Linked DNA regions of Salmo salar: region 1 is linked to region 2. Evidence: chromatin contacts called from public Hi-C data. All regions are on one chromosome and are shown on one strand. Each heading gives the region's core, a stretch centred on a gene start, on an enhancer-like site or on the middle of the called end of the contact. The rest is flanking DNA. Distances are from core to core; before and after follow the strand shown.

What was found. A called contact is a pair of places that touch in the nucleus more often than the background predicts.
Region 1: a Hi-C map of muscle shows a contact between it and region 2, with 3 times the contacts expected there. The contact joins the promoter of vkorl here to the promoter of ca4a in region 2. A contact is called at or near these places in 2 of 3 Hi-C or Micro-C datasets (gill and muscle).

Annotation. Positions count from the first base shown.
Region 1 is chrssa04:82,994,339-83,000,066 of Ssal_v3.1, forward strand. vkorl (Vitamin K epoxide reductase complex subunit 1-like protein 1) reads right to left here and starts at 3,379. Exons shown (of 1, transcript NM_001146431.1): 1 at 2,236-3,379. The coding sequence starts at 2,991. The coding sequence ends at 2,797.
Region 2 is chrssa04:82,827,564-82,833,210 of Ssal_v3.1, forward strand. ca4a (carbonic anhydrase IV a) reads left to right here and starts at 4,135. Exons shown (of 8, transcript XM_014198217.2): 1 at 4,135-4,410. The coding sequence starts at 4,350.

The DNA of each region.
Region 1 (5,728 bases), core at 2,129-4,628, 170 kb after region 2:
ATTCGGACCCTTTACTATGTACTTTGTTGAAGCACACCTGGCAGCGATTACAGAGTCTTCTTGGGTATGATGCTACAAGCTTGGCACACCTGTATTTGGGGAGTTTCTCTCATTCTTCTCTGGAGATCCTCTCAAGCTCTGTCAGGTTGGATGTGGACCGTTGCTGCGTAGCTATTTTCAGGTCTCTCCAGAGATCTTCGATTGGGTTCAAGTCCGGGCTCTGGCTGGGCCACTCAAGGACATTCAGAAACTTGTCCCGAAGCCACTCGTGCGTTGTCTTGGTTGTGTGCTTAGGGTCGTTGTCCTGTTGGAGTTCGTCAGACCAGAGAATCTTGTTTCTCATGGTCTAAGGGTCCTTTAGGTGCCTTTTGGCAAACTCCAACCTGCCATGTGCCTTTTACTGAGGAGTGGCTTACGTCTGGCCACTCTACCGTAAAGGCCTGATTGGTGGAGTGCTGCAGAGATGGTTGTCCTTCTGGAAGGTTCTCCCATCTCCACAGTGGAACTCTAGAGCTCGGTCAGTGACCATCTGGTTCTTGGTCACCTCCCTGACCAAGGCCCTTCTCCCACGATTGCTCAGTTTGGCTGAGCGGGCAGCTCTTAGAAGAGTCTTGGTGGTTCCAAACTTCTTCCAATTCAGAATGGAGGCCACTGTGTTCTTTGGGACCTTCAATGCTGCAGAAATGTTTTGGTACCTTTCCCCAGATCTGTGCCGACACAATCCTGTCTCGGAGCTCTGCGGACAATTCCTTCGACCTCATGGCTTGGTTTTTGCTCTGATGTGCACTGTCAATTGTGGGACATTATATAAACAATTGAATTTACAACAGGTGGACTCCAATCAAATTGTAGAAACATTTCAAGGATTATCAATGGGAACAGGATGCACCTGAGCTCAATTTTGAGTCTCATTGCAAAGGGTCTGAATACTTATGTAAATAAGGTGTTTTTTTTATACATTTCCAAAAATGTCTAAAAATCTGTTCTCTCTTTGTCATTATGGGGTAGTGTGTGTATATTGATGAAGGAAAACATTACTTTAATCCATTTTAGAATAAGGCTGTAACGTAACAAAATGTGGAAAAAGTCCAGGGGTCTGAATACTTTCCAAATGCACTGTATACAACCAATGGAGAAGCCCAGCTGAAAAGGCTAAGCCTATACAACCATGGAAAGGTCCAGCTGAGGTCTGGTGTGAACAACTTGGAATATGGATACCAAGTCAAATCCTATGAGAAAATGTCATGACAGTTACACTGACTCTCAAAAAGACTTCTATGAGCAAGCCACTGATACCTAAAGAAGGCATTACAATGACTTTTCCAAGAATGCTAACCAAGGTTATTGGGCGAATGTCTTTTAGTATTTATAATTGGATTCCCCTGTAGCTCAGTTGGTAGTGCATGGCGCTTGCAACGCCAGGGTTGTGGGTTCGTTTCCCACGGGGGCCAGTATTTAAGAGCGTCTGCTAAATGACTAAAATGTAAATGATAACAGTTCTGGTCTAGCAGTTTTATGCTACATTGTAAATGATATAGGCCTCCTTTCCTATAGGGTTCATTTGTTTAGTTCACAGACATGCCACACAGACCAAAAGCATCCAGTCTCTTTTCTCTCTCTCTCTCTGCTATAGAAAATTAAAAAAAGCTCTCCCTCGAGACAAAATACTGTTTATTATGCCACTATAAGTTAACAGGTTTAGGTTGGGTGTTATTCAAAGCATCATGATGGCCTTCGGCAGGCAGAGTGTGGTTGAGAAACTTAAGGTCTCATCACGTGTTGTTCTCATGACTCCAGCACCATCAGAGACCTGACTTTGCCTGTCCACATTAAACACCAAACAGGAGCGTCATGTCATATAATCATGGGAGCTACCCCAACATCACATGGCAAGTTGAACTGACAGATGAAATCCAAACAGGTCATGTGACTTCAGTTGTCGTCAATGTAACATTTGCATTTCCCAATCTAAGGAACAGGTTGTTCATATTGTCATTGACATATTACAGCTGACAATTCAACTATTCTCAATGAGGGCAGAAATCGGGAAAGTATATTTGATATATAGTTAATGGTCCTATACAAATGTAGCCTACAGTTTCTAGTTAAAATCAGTTTTAGATATTGGAAAACGTGCTTGAGGTTCTCTCTCCAACTTATTTCATGTGTTACACGTTAGATTAGACAGCTGATTCACACGTTTAGACAAACTACACAAAACTGGCTGAATGGTTACGCCGATCTCGTCTCGCTAGCTCGGCTAGCTTAGTAACTAGCCAATGTTAGTTTGCTGCCGGCGGTGGCGCCGTATTCGCTAGCTAGTTGGCTAATTTAGCAATCTAATGAAAGCAATATGTGTTTAGAAGTTTGAATTATAAAAATGTGTAACATGTGCATCCATGCAAATGAAGAAAAAAAAACACCACTTCCTGGCATCTAGCAAACAAACAGACAGTTAGTAGCTAGCTAGCGTTAGTTGCTGGCTGGTGAATAAGTAGCGTAGCGTTAGCAATTTGGCTAAACAACTAACGTTACACTAGCTTCTACAGTAAAACATGCCAGCCTAAGTTTGTTATCAACAGTATGCAAGCTTCTGATTATAACTTTTGGACGTTTTTTGGGGGCGAAAACCATTGCATTTTTTTTTTTTTTTACAGAAATTGTAAAGTGTACTAAAGAAGAGGTGCATACGAAAGAAGAAAAAATATATATATATATATATTTGACAGTTCAGCCCGCGCAGCCGTTCCCACAATGCCACCCAGTCTCATTCAGAGAGCCGCTGGTGAATTCAAATTACCTGGAGGTGAAGACTTTTGAACAGCTGATAGAATTGCTCACGTCGCACATGGCCCGATAATTCGAGTCTCTAGACTTTTCCGTTTCCACGTGAAAAGCGTATATGGACAACAATATACCCAAGACGCAAACAAGGAGCCTGGCTATTCTTTCCCATCGAGGGGTGGACACTCTCAGGACGGGCGCCGCCATCTTTCTCCGGCCTTACTCGAGTCGTACACGCAACCGCTTACCATTGGGGACAACGAGAACTGCGACGTGGAAAAGCGTCAGAACGTGCCACACCAACAGGGCAGGGGCGTGTCACCGTCTCGCCACCCCTCGTCTACAGTACAATGGCCTGTCAAATGCCAATACAGAAAATCTGTTTGTGTAGATATAAACATTTGCAGCAAAATGTTTCCATACCATACCTGTAACAGTCTGACTGTATTTATCACATTGCTGGTCAGCTAGACTTTGTCCTGGTCTATGATTTTTTTAAACTATAGCTCTATCTAAGAGTTGAAGCTGCCTTTGTCCTTGCACTCTGAGACCAATCTAATCTATTACAAAAATAAATAAATAAATACATTCAATGAACATGTATGGCAATCCCCTCATGCCTCTGCGCAAGAGTAGCATCTTTAAAATGTTTTTTTTTTGCCAGTGGGGTCATACTGCCTCCTAGTGTCTCAGCCGTGTACTGTTTTTATTTATTTATTTATTTATTTATTTATTTAACCTTTATTTAACCAGGTAGGCAAGTTGAGAACAAGTTCTCATTTACAATTGCGACCTGGCCAAGATAAAGCAAAGCAGTTCGACAACATACAACAACACAGAGTTACACATGGAGTAAAACAAAACATACAGTCAATAATACAGTAGAAAAATAAGTCTATATACAATCTGTTAGATATTAGAGTTTGAGATCATTTCTAATGAAACATATACTGAGTTAAACATAGGAGTTTGTCTCTCTACAAATCAAATCAAAGTTTATTGCTCACGTCCACAGATTTGCCGGCGTTATGGCAGGTGCAGCGAAAAGCTTGTTACTAGCTCCAACAGTGAAGTAGAATTTGATTTAACTAGGCAAGTCAGTTCCAAAACAAATTCTTATTTACAATGACAGCCTAGGAACAGTGGATTAACTGCCTTGTTCAGAATGACAGATTTTTTCATTAACTTTGTCAGCTCAGTGATTTGATCTAGCAACCTTTGGGTCAACTGGTCCAATGCTCTTACCACTAGGCTACCTGCCATCCCAAAAAGGCTTGCAAATACAATACACATGGAATGTGAAAGTGGACATATGTTTACTGGACATGTCTAGATTGTACTCGCATTGCCCAGTTTGCAGTCTACAGCCAACAGACATATTTAATACTGTGTCGTCATGATAGATTTACAATTCAACTGCATGTATCTGGGTATAGGGATTGCAGTGGTGACCCGTCATTCAGGGCAGCAGAGGTAACTCAGGGTCTTCCTTTCCTGTGGCGGACCTCATGAGAGCCAGTTTCATCATAGCACTTGATGGTTTTTGCAACTGCACTTGAGGGAACTTTAAAAGTTCTTGACATTTTCCAACTTGACTGACCTTCATGTCTTAAAGTAGTGATGGTCTGCCATTTCTCTTTGCTTATTTGAGCTGTTCTTGTCATAATATGGACTTGGTCTTTTACCAAATAGGGCTATCTTCTGTATACCACCCCTACCTTGTCACAACACAACTGATTGGCTCAAACGCATTAAGAAGGAAATAAATTCCACAAATTAACTTGTAACAAGGCTCACCTGTTAATTGAAATGCATTCCAGGTGATTACCTCATGAAGCTGGTCGAGAGAATGCCAAGAGTGTGCAAAGTTGTCATCAAGGCAAAGGGTGGCTAATTTGAAGAATCTAAAATCTAAAATATATTTTGATTTGTATAACACTTTTTTGGTTACTATATGATTTCAAATGTGGTCTGTCATAGTTTTTATGTCTTCACTATTATCCTACAATGTAGAAAATACAAAAAGTAAAGAAAACCCCTTGAATGAGTAGGTGTAACCAACATTTTTATTGGTACAAAACAAATATTCAAAACTCCTTGCACACACTCTTGGCATTCTCTCAACCAGCTTCACCTGGAATGCTTTTCCAACAGTCTTGAAGGAGTTCCCACATATGCTGAGTACTTGTTGGCTGCTTTTCCTTCACTCTGTGGTCCAACTCATCCCAAACCATCTCAATTGGGATGAGGTCAGGTGATTGTAGAGGTCAGGTCATCTGATGCAGCACTCCATCACTCTCCTTCTTGGTCAAATAGCCCTTACACAGCCTGGAGGTGTGTTTTGAGTCAGTGTCCTGTTGAAAAACAAATGATAGTCTTACTAAGCCCAAACCAGATGGGATGACGTATCGCTGCAGAATGCTGTGGTAGCCATGCTGGTTAAGTGTTCCTTGAATTCTAAATAAATCACAGACAGTGTCACCAGCAAAGCACCCCCACACCATAACACCTCCTCCATGCTCCATGGTGGGAACCACACATGCGGAGATTATCCGTTCACCTACACTGCGTTTCACAAAGACACGTCAGTTGGAACCAAAAATCTCAAATTTGGACTCATCAGACCAAAGGACAGATTTCCACAAGTCTAATGTCCATTGCTCCTGTTTCTTGGCCGAAGCAAGTCTCTTTTTCTTATTGGTGTCCTTTAGTAGTGGTTTCTTTGCAGCAATTCGACCATGAATTTGCCTGATTCACGCAGTCTCAGACAATCAGTTCTCCATGACAACACAATCATAAACAACAGAGTAGGGCTGGCTAATAAGTCCTTCGTTTTAGGGTTATGCTCAGGTAAAACAATATTCTTGAAGATTGGAATGACTGGAATACTGATAGACTTTGTTTTTTAATGTAAGGAAATAATTTAATCGTAATATTATATGTA
Region 2 (5,647 bases), core at 2,885-5,384:
CCAGGAGGAGGTGAGAGGCTCCCCCTCTATGACCAGGTGAGAGGCTTCCCCTCTATGACCAGGTGAGAGGCTTCCCCTCTATGACCAGGTGAGAGGCTTCCCCGAAAATGACCAGGTGAGAGGCTTCCCCGAAAATGACCAGGTTAGAGGCTTCCCCGAAAATGACCAGGTGAGAGGCTTCCCCGAAAATGACCAGGTGAGAGGCTTCCCCGAAAATGACCAGGTGAGAGGCTTCCCCGAAAATGACTAGGTGAGAGGCCAAGGTGGACAGACAGGTCAGGAGGGGAAACATACTACAGAGATGGGGAGAACAGGAGAAAGTGTAATCCTTTTGTAATGTTCTGGTTGTTCCATGTTGTTGCTGTGGGAAACCCTAGTGGTACGGAGAGGGACAGTAGAATGGAAACCCTAGTGGTACGGAGAGGGACAGTAGAATAGAAACCCTAGTGGTACGGAGAGGGACAGTAGAATAGAAACCCTAGTGGTACGGAGAGGGACAGTAGAATAGAAACCCTAGTGGTACGGAGAGGGACAGTAGAATAGAAACCCTAGTGGTACGGAGGGGGACAGTAGAATGGAAACCCTAGTGGTACGGAGAGGGACAGTAGAATGGAAACCCTAGTGGTACGGAGAGGGACAGTAGAATAGAAACCCTAGTGGTACAGAGGGGGACAGTAGAATGGAAACCCTAGTGGTACAGAGGGGGACAGTAGAATGGAAACCCTAGTGGTACAGAGGGGGACAGTAGAATGGAAACCCTAGTGGTACAGAGAGGGACAGTAGAATGGAAACCCTAGTGGTACAGAGGGGGACAGTAGAATGGAAACCCTAGTGGTACAGAGGGGGACAGTAGAATGGAAACCCTAGTGGTATGGAGAGGGACAGTAGAATGGAAACCCTAGTGGTACGGAGAGGGACAGTAGAATGGAAACCCTAGTGGTACAGAGGGGGACAGTAGAATGGAAACCCTAGTGGTACAGAGTGGGACAGTAGAATGGAAACCCTAGTGGTACAGAGTGGGACAGTAGAATGGAAACCCTAGTGGTACAGAGGGGGACAGTAGAATGGAAACCCTAGTGGTACAGAGAGGGACAGTAGAATGGAAACCCTAGTGGTACAGAGTGGGACAGTAGAATGGAAACCCTAGTGGTACAGAGGGGGACAGTAGAATGGAAACCCTAGTGGTACGGGGGGACAGTAGAATGGAAACCCTAGTGGTACAGAGGGGGACAGTAGAATGGAAACCCTAGTGGTACAGAGGGGGACAGTAGAATGGAAACCCTAGTGGTACGGGGGGGACAGTAGAATGGAAACCCTAGTGGTACAGAGAGGGACAGTAGAATGGAAACCCTAGTGGTACAGAGGGGGACAGTAGAATGGAAACCCTAGTGGTACAGAGGGGGACAGTAGAATGGAAATCCCAATGTGGTACAGAGTGGGACAGTAGAATGGAAACCCTAGTGGTACAGAGGGGGACAGTAGAATGGAAACCCTAGTGGTACGGGGGGGACAGTAGAATGGAAACCCTAGTGGTACAGAGAGGGACAGTAGAATGGAAACCCTAGTGGTACAGAGGGGGACAGTAGAATGGAAACCCTAGTGGTACGGAGAGGGACAGTAGAATAGAAACCCTAGTGGTACAGAGGGGGACAGTAGAATGGAAACCCTAGTGGTACGGAGAGGGACAGTAGAATAGAAACCCTAGTGGTACAGAGGGGGACAGTAGAATGGAAACCCTAGTGGTACGGAGGGGGACAGTAGAATGGAAACCCTAGTGGTACGGAGGGGGACAGTAGAATGGAAACCCTAGTGGTACAGAGGGGGACAGTAGAATGGAAACCCTAGTGGTACAGAGGGGGACAGTAGAATGGAAACCCTAGTGGTACAGAGAGGGACAGTAGAATGGAAACCCTAGTGGTACAGAGGGGGAGAGTAGAATGGAAACCCTAGTGGTACAGAGGGGGACAGTAGAATGGAAACCCTAGTGGTACAGAGGGGGACAGTAGAATGGAAACCCTAGTGGTACGGAGGGGGACAGTAGAATGGAAACCCTAGTGGTACGGAGGGGGACAGTAGAATGGAAACCCTAGTGGTACGGAGGGGGACAGTAGAATGGAAACCCTAGTGGTACAGAGGGGGACAGTAGAATGGAAACCCTAGTGGTACAGAGGGGGACAGTAGAATGGAAACCCTAGTGGTACGGGGGGGACAGTAGAATGGAAACCCTAGTGGTACAGAGGGGGACAGTAGAATGGAAACCCTAGTGGTACAGAGGGGGACAGTAGAATGGAAACCCTAGTGGTACGGGGGGGACAGTAGAATGGAAACCCTAGTGGTACGGGGGGGACAGTAGAATGGAAACCCTAGTGGTACAGAGAGGGACAGTAGAATGGAAACCCTAGTGGTACAGAGGGGGACAGTAGAATGGAAACCCTAGTGGTACAGAGGGGGACAGTAGAATGGAAACCCTAGTGGTACAGAGGGGGACAGTAGAATGGAAACCCTAGTGGTACAGAGGGGGACAGTAGAATGGAAACCCTAGTGGTACAGAGAGGGACAGTAGAATGGAAACCCTAGTGGTACAGAGGGGGGACAGTAGAATGGAAACCCTAGTGGTACAGAGAGGGACAGTAGAATGGAAACCCTAGTGGTACAGAGGGGGACAGTAGAATGGAAACCCTAGTGGTACAGAGGGGGACAGTAGAATGGAAACCCTAGTGGTACAGAGGGGGACAGTAGAATGGAAACCCTAGTGGTACAGAGGGGGACAGTAGAATGGAAACCCTAGTGGTACAGAGGGGGACAGTAGAATGGAAACCCTAGTGGTACAGAGGGGGACAGTAGAATGGAAACCCTAGTGGTACGGAGGGGGACAGTAGAATGGAAACCCTAGTGGTACAGAGGGGGACAGTAGAATGGAAACCCTAGTGGTACAGAGGGGGACAGTAGAATGGAAACCCTAGTGGTACAGAGGGGGACAGTAGAATGGAAACCCTAGTTGGACAGAGGGGGACAGTAGAATGGAAACCCTAGTGGTACAGAGGGGGACAGTAGAATGGAAACCCTAGTGGTACAGAGGGGGACAGTAGAATGGAAACCCTAGTGGTACAGAGGGGGGCAGTAGAATGGAAACCCTAGTGGTACAGAGGGGGACAGTAGAATGGAAACCCTAGTGGTACAGAGGGGGACAGTAGAATGGAAACCCTAGTGGTACAGAGGGGGACAGTAGAATGGAAACCCTAGTGGTACAGAGGGGGGCAGTAGAATGGAAACCCTAGTGGTACAGAGGGGGGCAGTACTATTAAGCATATTTGAAGAGGGGTTGAAAATGAAAACGATAAACAGAAGGAACCTTATTAAGTGCTTCAAATGTTACAAGAATGTCACAGTACTGAGCCCAACCTAACCGAGCTGTACTGGGCTGACCTGCTTACCAATCCACCATCGGTTCCTTTTCAGCACAGTAGCAGCTATCGGAGCAGCACAGCTTGGGTCGGGCATATTGTGCTTGTGTGTGTCCATGGTGGAGAGGTATTCCCCCTCTGGAAAGAGCATGTTACTGGGTTACAGGCAGGTTATAGCAACCTGTAACCCAGTACCATGCTCATTTCAGAGGGGAAATACCTCTCCACCATGGACACACACACAGACCCTGGCCTGCTGGATGTTTATCAACTCTCTGTCATCTTTCTGAGGTATCCACCGTATCCAGTAGGACAGTGATATTTAAAGTCGGGGTCAGAACAAATATACAGGATATATATTTGGGGTGGTAGGTAGCCCAGCGGTTAAAGAGTTGGATCTGTAGCTGAAAGGTGTCCGGTTCGATACCTGGGGCCGGGCGCTGGAAAAGGTGCTGATAACTGGAGGGCTGCTGGGTTCACATCCTCAAGACATTCCCCTACCATTGGTCCTTGAGCAAGGCCCTTGACCCCACAGCATGCTCTCCATTCAAGAGAGGTGTACTGCAGCTTGAACCTGTGCTTGACTCAACTGTTATGTGTGCTGGGGAGGGGGGGACAATAAAGTTGTATTGTTTGTGATATGCTGCTTAAGTAAATCAGAGGTAGTCTCTCAGAGGTAATCTCTACCTGCATGGTGTTCGTTTAGTGGCAGACGTTTAACACGCCCTCTCGTGTACAGTTGTTCGATTAGAGAAGATATCGGTTGAGGATGTTCAATAGAAGTAATATCCGAGGGGGAGGGGCCAGGGGTGGGCTGTTTCCTGTTGAGTAGGATGATAGATAAGTATAAGACCCTCTTGGAAGAAGAATGCGATCACATTGAAAAAAAATACTCATTGTGTTGTTGCCCTGCGCCGCTCGAACCTGGCAGAGACGCTCTCCAAAATGCAGCATCCCATCCTGGCCGTTTTTCTGGCATCCTTTTTAAAAATCTGCGCCGGTGCAGGTGAGTCGATTTTTAATTAATTGTATTCTGAACTTGGAATGAAAGCTGTAATATCTGTATAAACTATACAATCGTTCAATAAATTAGATTTGTGAATCTAATTTTCATAAATAAACGGGGAAACTAAAAATATATTGATAAGTAGGAATTTACTTATTGTATAGTAAAAATATATATATATATGTATATATATATATATACTAGGTCAATAAATATATATGTAAAAATTATTTTGTAGTCAAACTTATCCAATGTAAGTAAACAGGCGACAACGTACTAATTTCCTACCATTCAAAGCTTTGAGGTAAAATAGTGAGATCACATTACATCCTCTGATCATCCTCTGATTAGCCTATTTATTCATGATGTACCTGATCATTGTTCCGTTTTGAAAGACAGACTACTGATTTCCATTTACATTGTTGATGTTGTAATTGAGGGTTTACATGTATTTTTTTATTTTTATTAAACGGCAACAAATATATTTATTTCATATTTGATAAGCTTTCAAGCATAGGTTTATTAAAATATACCAAGTAGACCAATAACACGTTAAAAACAACTGGTTGAAGTCAGTTTTAGCTGTTATATTTTTGGTATAAGTTCTTTGAAGTTGAAATTACCTTTCATTTGGAAAGGTCCTGTTTGGCTTTATAAAATCCAATGTCGGCGAGCCGCCTCTCAGATATCATCCAATGTTATATTTCAGCATCTATGAAATTGAAAACACTTCTCAGGCTAACTTGATATATATATTTTAAAAAAAACGTATGTAGGATACTACCTTATGATCACAACTAGCCTGAAACATGAAAGAGATGCTTCCGTCCCGCGCACCGCATATCATCACCGCCAAACGCGCGCGTAAATGCGATTCAACACCTGCCATCATGTCCATCATCGAGATTTCACACGCGTTGCTGGCAGAGAGATCCACCGTTCTCCATCCCCTCACCAGGAAAGCACTGTGGCACAGTAAAGTTCAAAGACATACAGTGAAACTAAAGTGTCTCTGTCTGTCAACAAATCAATATGCCAAAGGTGTCAGCTTTGAGGTGTTAACATGATGACCGCTAGATTATGCTGGTCAACTATTAAAAGAAAACGAACAGAGAAGCAGAATCGGATTTTGAAAACAGCTCCGTTATATCAAGCGATCCCCATTCATTCTTCCACGTGCACCTGCACCCTATACGGAATTCAGCACGAGCCAATGAGAGAGACTTGCGTGCTTGCC